Regions from separate parts of the Mus musculus genome. Here region 1 is linked to region 2. A link is a contact called in public HiChIP or PLAC-seq data. All regions are on one chromosome and are shown on one strand. The core of a region is the stretch at or near the end of the contact, and the rest is flanking DNA. Distances in the headings are between cores, read along the strand shown. Region 1 has its middle 53 kb from the start of Ptgfrn. Region 2 overlaps Cd101 (CD101 antigen).

Region 1 (3,535 bases), core at 948-3,447, 150 kb before region 2:
ACAGCTGAAAGATGGTGAGGACAGAAGAAAGGGAAGCAAGCAGAGAGGGAGCAGACAGGGCAGGCTGGAATTAACTGAAGCACAGGAGCACGTTTTCCCACCCGCAGGACCAAAAAATGGTGGAATGTTATCAGCAAAGCCACTCCCAGAGATAGCCACTCCCTGACATTGCTTGCCTACCTTGGCCCCTTGAGTCAAAAGTTGGAGGTCACTGTAGAAGAAAGCCACTGCTGTCAGGACATGAGGCGAGCACCAGCAGTCTGCCAGGCCAGGGGAGTCATAGCAACCTCCAGGAATATTTGACTCCTCTGCCCGGGAGTGATACTTTCAGATGTCCACAGGGAGAGTACGTCACATGGCCCACCATGGTAATGGTTTTGGGACTAGGTGCCAGCCTTGTTTCCATCAAGACAAGAGAAAGGGTGCTGTTGAGAACTGTTAAGGAACACTCACTACATCTGTGTGAGACTGATGTTTTAATGTGCCTCAGTTTACCAATCTGTATAGTGGGAAGGACAGCACCTATCCAGAGTGTGAGAAATGATGTGAACGCACATACAGCATTCTGGCCATTGAGTGAGCCAGCACTGGTGACATCCTGGCTCTAATCTGAATCGAATAAATGTACGGGACCTGACATAGCTCCTTTGATTCTATTATTTTACTTTATAACACAAACACATTATGTATGTTTTTACGTCTCAAACATAACATTAAATGATAAGGTATGCACAGTTGACGTTAGGCGTGGTTGACATTCTTAGACTGATTTCAAATACGTAAATATACCAAAATACTAAAAATGTGGTCACTCTGGTGGGTGATGGCTCCGGTGACAAGCTGACTTGTGTGCAAGCATCAGGACCTAAGTCTGGATCCCTAGCACCCACGTAAAAGCCTTATGGTGGCTTTGTGTCCTTAACCCCAGAACAAAAGGGGTGGGGGCCGGAGCAGGATGGAGACAAATGGATCCTAAAGCTCACTGGCCAGCCAGCCTACTGCTGAACTGCTGAGCCTCAGGCTCAGGGGGAAATCCTAACCCTACTCCCACCCACACCAAAAGGACCAATAGTGTTTGCATCTCAAATGCTCTGTCTGGCTTCTGACAGGTGAGGTATTCCATGTCTCATTCAGACACTGTAGCCTCAGAGCCTGTAGCAGCTCCAAGCCAGCATTGTTACTTTTGGCCTCCACACCTAGGCATACTGTGTACAAATTCCACCCCCACACAAATAGATACATTTTTAAAGTTGTAATGGCCAACCACAATGACTTGTACTGACTTGGAAACTCTGGAACATCAATCTGATTAGTTCAAACCAGACGTGGAGTGTGAGTCACCCAGATAAATCACCAACTCTCTGGTCTACTTGGGGAGTGATGGGGGGATGGCCTATGCCTGGACTCACCGCGTAAACAAAAGTCACCCTCATTTACTAACAGAGAAGATCTATTTCCTGCTGAGCACTTCTAGTAGGGGCTTTGGGGCAAAGGGTCAAATACGCTCTGCTGGAATCTGCTTCCCTTCCCCATCAGGTTTGGCGCTGCAACAGGCTCTCCCTGGCTACAATGTCATCTGAATGAGACTCTGAAAGGCCTCACCTGCCAGAAGCCGGACAGAGCTTTTGAGATGCAAACCCTATGGTCCTCAGAGATGAGAGGATGAGAGAGAGAAGTCACTTTCAAAGCACTGCCTGCCCCCTACTATACACTCGCTAAGCATACACTGCTTGCTCAATCTGCTACGAAAACAGAATTCTAAAATAAGCTGTAGCCTGCTCTCTCAAATTGGAACTTAGAAGAAGACGGATTGGTGTATTTGAGTTAGCTTCATCCTCTTGCACGTACACCCTCCGCCCCACCCCGTACCCACAAGGGCAGCACTGGTTAACAGAACCAGTTAAGGACGGGAAAGACAGACACCGATAATTACGAGGGCAGGCTAGAAGCTGCATGAAAATAAAATACACAGAAGCCAGCAGATGGCAGTTAATCATAATTTTTCCTGCAATTTCTATTAATTGTCGAAGATTCTTCATTCTGTCTACCCATAAGACGAATGATACGCTGATATGGCATAATAAGTAATGTTTCCCCTTTGAGATATTAAATAAGCGTGCTACATAAAGGTTCCCCTCCCACATAACTAGCCCCAGACCTGATTTTTCTCATGCATGTATTTATCATACTATAGCACGCCATGCATATGCATGCCCATATATCTGTACACTCCCCGGCACGCTGCATGCTTGATCAATGTATAATGTTAAAGCCAACGCCCGGGTTCATCTCCAGAAGCAAGACTGAATCAAGGAACTGTTGTTCCTAAAACAGTGCCGAGAAACAATTTAAACCACGTTGTCTGACAGAAATAGCAATGCAAAAATACCTTAGGGAGGCCACTGGGGCAGTTTCCTCTAAGGCTCTTATTACAAGCATTAACAACGTGCACGACCCCTTCCTGGCTGCTGTCCCTCACCCGCCAACCCTTCTAGCCTTTCCCCTTCCCTTCCCTCCCTCTCCCTGAATTTCCATACTGCCTTTCCTTTCCAGATGTCTAGTTCTGTCACTCTGCTTCTCCTGTTCTCTCTCTCTCTCTCTCTCTCTCTCTCTCTCTCTCTCTCTCACACACACACACGCACACACACACACACACACACCAGCCCGCATGTCCCTGGTTTCCTGAGTCTTGCAGGGACAGATGCTGTACCAGGCAGGGTTCTTGATTTCCAACATTACAAATCGACTCTTAGGTAGAAAAAAAAAAAGGAAAAATTATTGGAGAGCACTCAAGTAGTTCACAGAATCGCCAGGAAGCCTGGGAAATTTGGCTCGGTGAACAGGCACGAACCAAAGGATTTGGCACCAAAGTGCAGAGCCAAGGTCACACCATTGAAAACTACCCAGTGGGACTGCCACCAGCATCCAGCTCACCAGTCACTAATGACCACCGCTGACAGTTGACTCTGCGGCGGGATGGTCTACACACCTGAGACCTTTCCTTGGCTTCTCCCGTTCCCAGTCTGGGCTTCAGACCCAATGCCAAGGCCTAGAGGGCGGGCCTTGCGCACAGCTTTCCAAGAGCAGAGCTATGGCTCTGGCTCAGACCACAGCAGGGTCAGGGCACACAGCCCAGAGGCTGGGCGGCTTAGCAGAGTGCAGGACACTGTGAATCTGGAGGGACACTGGATGACACAGGCCAGGTTAAAATCGGTAGCCTCCCTCCACCCTATAGGTTTGGAGATCTGCGCTTCCTAGCGGAGCGGGAATAACTCCGGGGAAAGTTATTTGGCTGGACACATCAGGATTAGTGATCCCAGCTCTGGAAAGATAATGTCTAGTGAGATCCTGCTGCCGCTCAGGCCCCTCCCCGTCCACTCAGTCGCTTCTCAGTCTCAGTCCCAGGCTGAGCAAGGGGCTACAGCTGGGATGTGAACGCTCTTTGTTCTCCGGTTCACTTAGCCACCCTCCATTGCTGCTCCGGAGGACCAGAGGACCGCTCTCTTGACCTCCCACATTTTAACCCTTAATGGAG
Region 2 (3,807 bases), core at 1,245-3,744:
GAGAATTTGTTCCCAGGAGCCCCAAAGGGTGCTTTGTGGCGTCCGGCTCCTGTCCTGCAGAGAGAGTTATCCTTTAGTGCTAAAGAGAATTATTTTCTCTTAAACTAGAGTCCAAACTGGGGCTAACATGTAGCAATTGGAAAGCTTATTAGCATACTTATTGGGGGCCTTGTCTAACACTCTGTTTTGAAAGTCCAAACATTTGAAACATGAGCAGACTTTATCACTCCATGAATATTTTAAACAGAAGGGAACACCCACTGCTGCCGTGCCTTGCTGTACTTCTTACTATGAGGCTAATGGCCACAAGGCATTTCTGAACTGATGCTCGTTGAAACTGATCTTGATGATTACGTTAAAGAGCCGAGATTGTGGCTCCTTATTTCCCTTCTAATTTTTAAACTTCAGTCATGAGTCATTTTTATATCAAAAACAAACAGACAGACAGACAAACAAACAAAAAACATATACCACGACCAGTGCCTCTCTCACCCAAAATGCAGAAGCAAGCTTGATAATTTGCTCAACCCGTTTATGAAGATTAGTCTTCATTCTGCCTTTGTAGCTGGTGTGTGCAAGCCTGAAGCAGTGGATGGGATCTCTCTCCTCTGTAGGGAAGAGCAATTTGCAGATTCGTTTAGATCCCCTTTAGGTTTCTAATGCCAGGCTGTTTTATTTCTCTCTTTTGTGTTGAGCTACCTCTGCTGTTGCCAGTGCCTCTTATTAAACACTAATGGTAATTGCTAACCCTTTTCAGTACTCTCTGTAGCCCAAGGCCTACGCCCTTACTGTGGCCTTTGTTCAGTCTTCTCCATGAAGCAAAAAAAAAACGTGGTTGCTATTATTACCCTCATTTTTCCTGGAAAGAAACACAAAGGCTCGGAGAGGTCAAGTGTGCTGCCCAGAGTGATTCTGCCTCCAGGTCATGGTGGGTGCTATCCTTACACTGAGTACTGGGATGCCCAGGACACAGGAGCTCCTGAGGTATCTACATGGCCCACAGGGTAGCCAGGACAGGACCTTGTACAATAAGCATTTGTTGAATGAATTTTTTTTCATTTCTCCACGTCTTGAATTTCCCATCTGGGAGCTGGCCTTGCATTTATAGTTATTTAGCATATAGTTATATTATACAGCATTTAAACATGAGAAGACGGTCACTTGCCAATGATAGAAGATTGATATGCACCTGTATATATAATACATATGTATATAAATATTAAATTTTCCCAGATTAGTGGTTTTTATGGTGGTATTGCAAACAGAAATCTAATTAATAATTTTCTTTCCCTCTTCAAAACACACACTAAGCTAATTAGGACTGGCAGGCACATGCAAGCAGACAGAGAACATACTTAAAAAGAGTGACAGCCTTTATTCTAAAAACAAACACCCTAAAATGTAAATTATCATAGCTTCATTACTTTCAGGTTCATTTACTCTCCCTAATGAATAAAAAAAAAAAAAAAACCTATCAGGTATTTGCCCAACTAGACCTTCTTCAGTATGGGTCGGCTGAACAAAACCACAAGAAAAGGAAGTATATATTATGAATCATGTACGTGTTTGTGGGCTCTCCTGGTCTCCTGTCTGCTGTCTTGTTTCCACTATGTAATAATTACCTTAGAGAAGTTTTATTTTATTTATGCACACAGAGACACCCACATATACCCTTGCACACTATCTACCTATCCCGCTATCCATTTATCTTTCCATCCATCCATCCATCCATCCATCCATCCATCCATCCAACCATCCATCTATCCATCTATCCATCTATCCATCCATGATGGTTTGGAAGATCTTTGTTCTGGGCATGGTATGGAAGAATCAACCAACTCTGATCAAACAAGTAAAGTACTTTATAGTTAAAATTCATCATCATATTTTAGAAATTTTTTTATTTACTTAAAACATTTTTCTTCCATAACCTGTCATCTGCAGCAAGAAGTGTGACCGTGTCTGCCGAGCAGCGTACTGTGTGGGAAGGAGAGACGCTTACCCTTCTCTGCAAGGCAGCTGGGGATGTGAGTGCTCTATCTGTGAGTTGGTGGCTCACCCCACAGGACCAGTCCACACCCGTGTTTGTGGCTGGCATGGGGCAAGATGGTACTGTGCAGCTGGGAGTCTCTTCTCCGGGCCCTGCGCACCGTGGTAACAGGAGGCTGGAGAAAGTGGACTGGGCCACCTTTCGGCTGGAGATTGCCTCTGCCATGGTCACAGACAGCGGTACCTATGAATGCAGGGTGTCAGAGAGACTCCAGAACCAGGCCAAAGGTTTGCAGTCAACCCAGAAGATTTCAGTCACTGTAAAATCTCTGAGTAAGTCACTGGGAAAAGTCCTTTTCTGAGTGTATGACAGTCACCTTATTCTGTACTGAAGTTTGGATGGTATCATTCAGAACTCCTGCCAGAGGTGCACGTACCCCGAGTGCCCTGGGTACGTGTGCTGTGAGTGCCAGCGGTATGTGCACCCCAAGTGCCAGCCAGCGGCATGTGTACCGTGAGACATGCAGAGCAGAATATGCAAATCAGGCCTGACAGCAACCTCTCGAGTTTATTCATCTTTATAAAGATCATTCTAGAGTGCAGCTTGTACATTGTTCAAAGTTGAAAACAAACCCCTGTGATTCCTGGTTGACTAGCAGATGAGTGGAGCCAAGCTTGCCCCGTCCCAGCAGCAGCCCAGGTATCATGGAGTTTTCTCTAGCATGGGCAAGAGAGTGACATTGAGCCCGGGGGACAGGGGGTGGGCCAGAGGGAGGAAGGAGGCCAGACCGTGCTGTGAGTGTTCTACTTGCTGAGTGGGGAGAGGAAAGAGGCCAGACCCTGGCTGCGCGTGGTGTCCCTGCTCTGTGCAGCTGTCTAAGTGGCGCACTGGAGAAACACTGCCTGTTTGTTGTGGCTGCTGAGAACAGTCGTAGGCGAGGGGGGAGACTTGGAGAGCCGAGGTTGAAATTCAGGACAGACTGTACTGTGGACCAACCTCTACCCCCAAATTCATGTCACTCCAGGAACACAAGTGTGTGGCCCTGTGTAAAGGGGGCATTGAGAAAACTTGGAAGTCCCCGAGCTTGGACCTGGTAAACAGGAAGTGTGTCTCACATTCTCCCCCACAGAGTCAAGTTTACGAGTTAATCTGATGAGCCGTCAGCCACAAGTGATGCTAGCCCATACCTTCCACCTGTCCTGTGTAGTGAGGGCCAACTACTCGGATCTCAAGCTGCCGTTCTCGGTAACGTGGCAGTTCCAGCCAGCGGGCTCTGGAGCCTTTCATCGGCTTATTCGAATTGCCCACAATGGCACCGTTGAATGGGGGGACGTCCTCTCCCAGATCCACAGGAAGACGAAGGTGTCACAGTCTTTCTTTCGTTCTCAACTCCAAATCTACGATGCAGCTATGGAGGAGACAGGGGTGTATCGGTGTACAGTGGAGGTTTATGACAGAGATTCCATATGCACAAGTGGCCCAGCCAGAGTATCTGCCACCTCTAACCTATTAATGATTACTGTCACCTTTCCAGGTAAGTGATACTTGACATTGAGCCTTTTTTAAAAAAGAAAAGAATATCCTTTTTTTTTTGGCCAGGTTTAGTGCATACCTATAATCCCAGTATTCAGGAGGCCAAAATAGGAGAATTGAGAATTTGAGGTCAGCCTAGGCTGAAATAGTGAGCCCCTGTCTCAAATAACAACGGAGCTCCTCCCACTTTGTGTAAACTATAGAAACAGACATAATGTATCCATTCACCACGTTTGTCCTGGTAAAGTGAGCATGATTTAATGGCATCAACATGAAGTTAGTAT

What was found. HiChIP or PLAC-seq counts read pairs in DNA pulled down with a chosen protein or histone mark.
Region 1: an H3K27ac HiChIP or PLAC-seq map of heart atrium shows a contact between it and region 2, with 6 read pairs. The contact joins two enhancer-like sites. A contact is called at or near these places in 4 of 39 promoter capture datasets (the 3T3-L1 cell line, hippocampal neurons and pre-B cells), 1 of 15 datasets of contacts at CTCF or cohesin (CD8 T cells), 1 of 484 Hi-C or Micro-C datasets (the N1E-115 cell line), 3 of 115 datasets of contacts at active chromatin or transcription factors (Th17 cells, embryonic stem cells and heart atrium) and 2 of 9 other capture datasets (adipose tissue and liver).

Annotation. Positions count from the first base shown.
Region 1 is chr3:101,161,658-101,165,192 of GRCm38.p6, reverse strand. No RefSeq gene overlaps it. Among named protein-coding and RNA genes, the nearest start is that of Ptgfrn, 53 kb to the right of the region's middle. Within about 2 kb of position 2,197, at least 109 of the 459 cell types and tissues checked have an H3K27ac peak or open chromatin away from gene starts, as enhancers often do. A contact at or near this core is called in adipose tissue and heart atrium, where this site is marked.
Region 2 is chr3:101,011,503-101,015,309 of GRCm38.p6, reverse strand. Cd101 (CD101 antigen) reads left to right here. Exons shown (of 9, transcript NM_001167906.2): 5 at 1,945-2,322; 6 at 3,120-3,524. Among named protein-coding and RNA genes, the nearest start is that of Cd101, 16 kb to the left of the region's middle. Within about 2 kb of position 2,494, at least 108 of the 459 cell types and tissues checked have an H3K27ac peak or open chromatin away from gene starts, as enhancers often do. A contact at or near this core is called in adipose tissue and heart atrium, where this site is marked.